2 separate regions of the Ovis aries genome follow, and region 2 is linked to region 1. Evidence: chromatin contacts called from public Hi-C data. All regions are on one chromosome and are shown on one strand. The core of a region is the stretch at or near the end of the contact, and the rest is flanking DNA. Distances in the headings are between cores, read along the strand shown. Region 1 holds the start of SLC35F5 (solute carrier family 35 member F5). Region 2 holds the start of ACTR3 (actin related protein 3).

Region 1 (2,700 bases), core at 24-2,523:
AGTCACTTCAGCCGTGTCTGACTCTGTGCGACCCCATAGACGGCAGCCCACCAGGCTCCCTTGTCCCTGGGATTCTCCAGGCAAGAACACTGGAGTGGCTTGCCATTTCCTTCTCCAATGCATGAAAGTGAAAAGTCAAAGTGAAGTCCCTCAGTCGTGTCCGACTCTCAGCGACCCCATGGACTATAGCCTACCAGGCTCCTCCATCCATGGGACTTTCCAGGCAAGAGTACTGGAGTGGGGTGCCATTGCCTTCTCCGTTAATGCTGACAGTTTATTAGAAATTGACTGGGTCAACACAAAAAATGTTCAATGGTATTGCTGTACTAGTTAACGGAACAAATTTAATATATTCAATTTCAATAAAACAGGAGCAATTTAGAAGATAAGAAATATACTACATTGTGACAGAAGAAAACTTAAATTTCTTCACACCACCTCATAAAGATGTTACAAATGTGCTGGTAGTAGACAATTCCAGTGAAGAAACTTCTGGTCTCATTTTCGTTTTCTAAATACATATCAGGACGCTGGTCAAGGCTTTTTCTTATGGGATATTTTAAAGCTAATTTTAAAAATCTGTACAATTTAATAATTATTAACATTTGTGTTCTACCTGCATGAATTATCTAAACCCTTCACATTTGTATGCTCAAGTAATCCTAGCATATATACAAATCAATAGACGAGGCAGGTACTATTATTATGCCTACTTTTCAGTAATCTGAGGGCCAGGGAGGTGAAATAGTTTGCCCTTACTGACAGAACTTCTAATTCCCGAACCTGCGATCTATTTTACATACACGAGTTTCCAGAAAGCGAAAGTTCTCCCAGGCCAGTCTGCTCTCCAGAACGCAAAAGTTCTCCCAAGCCATTCTACTCTTCCGTCTTCTTCTCGAGGAAGAACTATTGAGAGTTTCCTGACCGAATTTTGTAACAAATGCAGTTGTTAGCTGTTGTCTTGGTGCGGGGCATCTGGAGGCTCAAGAACTTCCCTGGTCCTTCGCTCCATTTCAACCACCCACGCCTTCTTCCCTCTTCTCATTCCACCGCGCCCAGCTTCCCTTCTTCCCATCTCCTCTCTTGCAGTCCCAGCGGCGTCTTCTCGCTCTGTGCCCAGCGCCTGTCTATAGACAAACTACCCTAGAGGTACACCGTCCCGCGGCCTGCAGTCGCGCAGTCGTGACGAAACCCGTGCGCCACAGTCCGGGGAGAGGGGCGGGGCCGCAGGCAGGGCTGGCAGGCTGGCCGGCCGGGGGCGGGGCCGGGGCCAGGGTCCAGCTCCGGGCCTCCGCGGCCATCGCTGTCTGCGCGGTTCCTTACCTTCGCCAGCCCCCAGCCCTCCCGAACCGAGTGGAGCCGGTTGGCATCGGCAGTGTCGCCCCGAGGGCCACCGCGGCTTCTGGGGCTGGGCCTGCGCGCAGCGCAATGACAGGCGGTGAGAGAGCTCTCTGAGTCTGAGGCCGCGGCCGTGGCCCTGGGCGGCGGCGGGTCCAGGCCGGGTCCGCTCATGGTGCCGCCACGACACCATCCCGGGGCAGGAAGGCCAGGTAAGTAGGCACAGGAGGGCCGCGAAATCACTCGGAACCGAAGCCGCGGACCGAGGGCCCTGAACAGCCCCGCTCTTCAGCCTCTGGTAGCAGCCGAGGTGCTCTGACCGAAATGGCCACAGTGTCTGGGGACCAACTGAGGGGGAGGCTGACAGGGGCGCGCGAGCCCAGTCTAGACTCTGGTAGTTGAGGAAGCTGCCCGGCGCCGCCGCCTCAGGGCTTTAATCTTCTCCGGGGAGACGTCACTGCCTTAACTTTTTTCTTTTTTTTTTTTCCTTCCTGTAAAAAAGTAAGCTTCCCTTGAACAGCTGTTACCCCACCCACCTCGTGAATGACTATTTCAGATCGAAATAGTAGACACAGTGACAGGGGTGGGTGGGGGAAGCGTGGAGGATCCTTTCCCTTGACCATGTGAGGTGCTTGGAAACGTGCCCTCAATACTCAAAACAAATCACTTCCTCTCAAATCTGCCAAGATCACTCAAGATCTGGGACGGAGAAGACACTTAGAAACAGGCGCGTGTCTAGACACTGTCCCGGGGTTGGGTACCTCTGGAGAGTAGCAAGAGCGGCGAATCCAGTTCTGTCTTTATGAAACTATTATGAAGCTGTTCTTCACTAGTTAAGTATTCTTAAATATGCTGTTTGTTGAATTTTGCTTTTTTTCTTTGTACCGTGTTCTTTGAGTATAATTTGAAATGAATAGTAGATAACATAAATGTAGAGAAAAATGTCAGTTATATTTCACATACTTTGACATTCTTTCATTTGCTTTCATTTTAAAGGTGAGTGAAAAAGAGCTTATGAGTCTTATTTTGAGTGGTTGATGTTTTCACAAGCATTATTCTGTGGTGATTTTTAGGTGCGCTGAGTTCTTCACCTCCGTTTAGACTCAGATCTGCTAAGTTTTCAGGCATTGCTCTTCAAGATCTCAGAAAGGCCTTTAAAATAAGGTAAATTCAACACTTTAAAAAAACAAAAACTGTATGACTTTGAACATTAGCTTAACAAATGTCATACTTCTGTTGTACTTATATTCTCATTTTTATATGGTTATTTTTTAAAAATCCTTTCTAATGTGATCTGTGTTTTTCTAAAAACAGACTGCAAATGGTGTGTGTGTTTATCATGAACCGAATGAATTCCCAGAG
Region 2 (2,855 bases), core at 264-2,763, 160 kb before region 1:
AATTGGGGGAATTGGAGAAGTAATCATGTATCAGCACAGCATTCACAAGCACAAGAAAACACTTCCAATAGTGAAACATAAAGCAGTCACTCTGCATTAAAACACAGGCAATATTTTCTACGATAGTATAAAGTGTGCTATAAACGCCTATTAATACAAAAGGAACGACCACTTCCACACCGTTATATACTTTAGTAAACTACACTGCAGATCCATAATAACTCCTTGAAAAGCAAGTACCTCCCTTTACAACTCTATTACCTTCCTTCTCTCCTTAAGACACGGTCACAGAATGAACCTATACAACTTAATTTTCCTGGGTGCTTCACTTCCTTCCTCTCAGTGCAACGCAAATATACTTTTTAAGTTCACAGAAATTCATACCTAGCACCAGTACCTCAGCCTATTTGAAAACTGCTTGATTTTGAAAGTTCTAATAAGATGTGTTCAGGTTGGAAACGAAAAACTACCTTATAAGGGTATAAAAGACTGAAAGCAGGAAGCGGCTTTGACAAAACTAAGGAAGTTGCAGCGCGCTTGCTCACTGGGGGACTTTTTTGAGGCAAGAGAAGTAACACATGACATCTTTCTCTCAAATTAAAATGTGAGTTGGTTGGCCGGTAGGAACGTAGTGGGAGATGGAAAAGACCGGGAGTCGAAAAGGAAGAGGAGGTGGGTGGTCCAATGAAAGCCCCGATCTAGGTTCCCATTTTCAGGGTCCGATTCTTCCCTTTCCCCTCCCACACCCCGGGTAGAATGTTGTCACAGCAATCTTGCAAAACCTACAAGGAGCGCTTCTCTTTTCTCGCTCCTTTGCCCGGCCAGTCCCCGCGCTCCATTCCCCCCGGTCTCCAAACCTACGGGCAGGAAAGGGCACCGGGCAAAGGAGGGTCGGCTGTGCGGGGCTCGAAGACCACCCCCACGCGACCGCGGGCCCCGGGGAGGCGCCCGTCCCCGCAGCCCCTCGGGCGGCGCTGCCCACCGCGGTGGGGGAAGGGCCGGGAGGGGTGGCGCGGAGGAAGCCGCTCCCCGGGGTTTCTGGGCCCCGCGCCGCCGCCCGGCTCCCAGAGGGTGCAGCGCGGGGGATGAGGGAGGCCCTGACTGCGGGCCCCACCCCTCGCCACCCGGCGCGGCCCGGGCTGACACAGCCGGCGGCAGCACCTTGCCGCTCCATTCATCTCCCGGCCTCCTCCCGGCCCCGCCATTTTCCTGCCTCCGCCTCAGTTTCCCCACCCCCGCCCATCAGCCCCCTTACCCCGTGCCACAGTCCACCACACAGGCCGGCAGCCGTCCCGCCATCTTCCTCCTCGCCTGCTGCTGCTGCTGCCGCCGTCTGCTCCGTGCCGTTTGGGGCCAGGGATGGGCGGCGGGAGGTGGAAGCTATCTGACCATCCACGGCCGGGCCACCCTCTCCGTCTGGGGGGGAGCCGGGAAGCCGAAGCAGTAGCGAGAGAGAAGCAGGCTCGGTCAGCGGCTACCACTTCCGCAACCCGGGCAGGCAGGCAGTCCCCGCCCTGCCCCGCCGCGGCCTCCTCCCCCTCTCTCTCCCCTCCTCCTCACTCCTGCCCCCACCCTACAACTTCTTCCCCTCACACCGCCTTTCCCCGGGAAGCCAAGATGGCCGCCAGTGCCGACGCCCCGGCCAGGACAGGCCTAGGCCTCGAGCGCTCCCCCTTCCGGCTCCGAGCGGGCGGGGCGAGAGAGCATGCGCACTGAGGAGCGCCGCCGGCTGCCGCTCCCATTCCGAAGGTGAGGTAGTCCACTTCGGGTGTTCTCCAGGTAGGGTTGGGTAGGTCTGCCCGAGTCTCCAGTTCTCCTTCTGAAGCTGGAAGGGGTTTTTCGTTGCAAGTACTTCTGCGCTAGGTTGAGGAAGCAATGGAATCGCATTCCACAGCCACAACTATCTTCCGGTGCTCCGACGAAAACGGCCTAATTGAAAACCTTGTCAGCGGCACCCATCCGATTTTATATCTTGAGCGGCTCCTTTTCTGGTTGGAAAAGAGCTATATCAGACGGAGGGTGAGCCGTTGGAGGAGAGAGGAACAAAGGCTTGCACCGTGGCTCCTCTGCCTTGGTACTGTTTTGTTTTGTTTTGTTTTCTTCAGTTACACTTACGCATTGTTACAACGTGGCACATTACAAGTGTTACTGCAAGGGTTAGATTGTAGGCCACCCGGAGGGCAGGCCTGTGCCCACGAGGAAGGCACACCTCACAGGAATGTAAGCCTTTGGTGGCTTTGAATGAGGAGAAAAAAGTACTCTCCGGGGTAGTTTTAGGTTGTACTATTCTACTTGCAGGATGAAACGACGGATTAAGGACCAAACTTTTTAATTAAAAAAAAAAAACTAGAAAGCCTAGAACAGTGACATTTAAACTTCTCAAAGTGTGCATCAGAATTCCGTGGAAGGCTTGTTAAAGCACAGAATGCTGGACTACATCCCTTGAGTTCTCTGATTAGGTGGTCTGGAGTGGGGCCTAGTAATTTGCATTTCTACCCAGTTCCTAGGTGTTGGTCTGGGACCTCCCCCCACCTAGGAAACCTATAATATTAATAGCTTTTTTCTCTTCTGGTTTATCTTCTGATAAACCATATGGATTCACTTATAGGTGACTGAAATAACATTTTTCCTAAGAAAGGATGTCTGATTGCTTCAGAAGATAACATAGAGTGGTGTTAGACCAGCCTGGGCAATGGAATTTAAGCTTTTCATTCATTTGGCAAATAAGAATTGCTCACCCATTCTATTAGGGCAGGGACTATGCTGACCATTAATATTCAGTAGGCACAAAATGAACAAGTTCTCTCCACTGCCGGGTTTACAGTTTAGTGGCAAAACATACAAACTGTATTAAG

What was found. Hi-C and Micro-C count contacts between places; a contact is called where the count stands out from the background.
Region 2: a Hi-C map of hypothalamus shows a contact between it and region 1, with 2.5 times the contacts expected there. The contact joins the promoter of ACTR3 here to the promoter of SLC35F5 in region 1. A contact is called at or near these places in 4 of 16 Hi-C or Micro-C datasets (hypothalamus, muscle and tail adipose tissue).

What each region holds. Positions count from the first base shown.
Region 1 is chr2:178,827,891-178,830,590 of ARS-UI_Ramb_v3.0, reverse strand. It overlaps SLC35F5 (solute carrier family 35 member F5), which reads left to right and starts at 1,273. Exons shown (of 16, transcript XM_004004742.5): 1 at 1,273-1,550; 2 at 2,412-2,502; 3 at 2,653-2,700. The coding sequence starts at 1,511.
Region 2 is chr2:178,988,831-178,991,685 of ARS-UI_Ramb_v3.0, reverse strand. ACTR3 (actin related protein 3) reads right to left here and starts at 1,513. Exons shown (of 12, transcript XM_015093450.4): 1 at 1,256-1,513. The coding sequence starts at 1,299. LOC114113196 (a long non-coding RNA gene) reads left to right here and starts at 595. Exons shown (of 7, transcript XR_009599373.1): 1 at 595-1,749.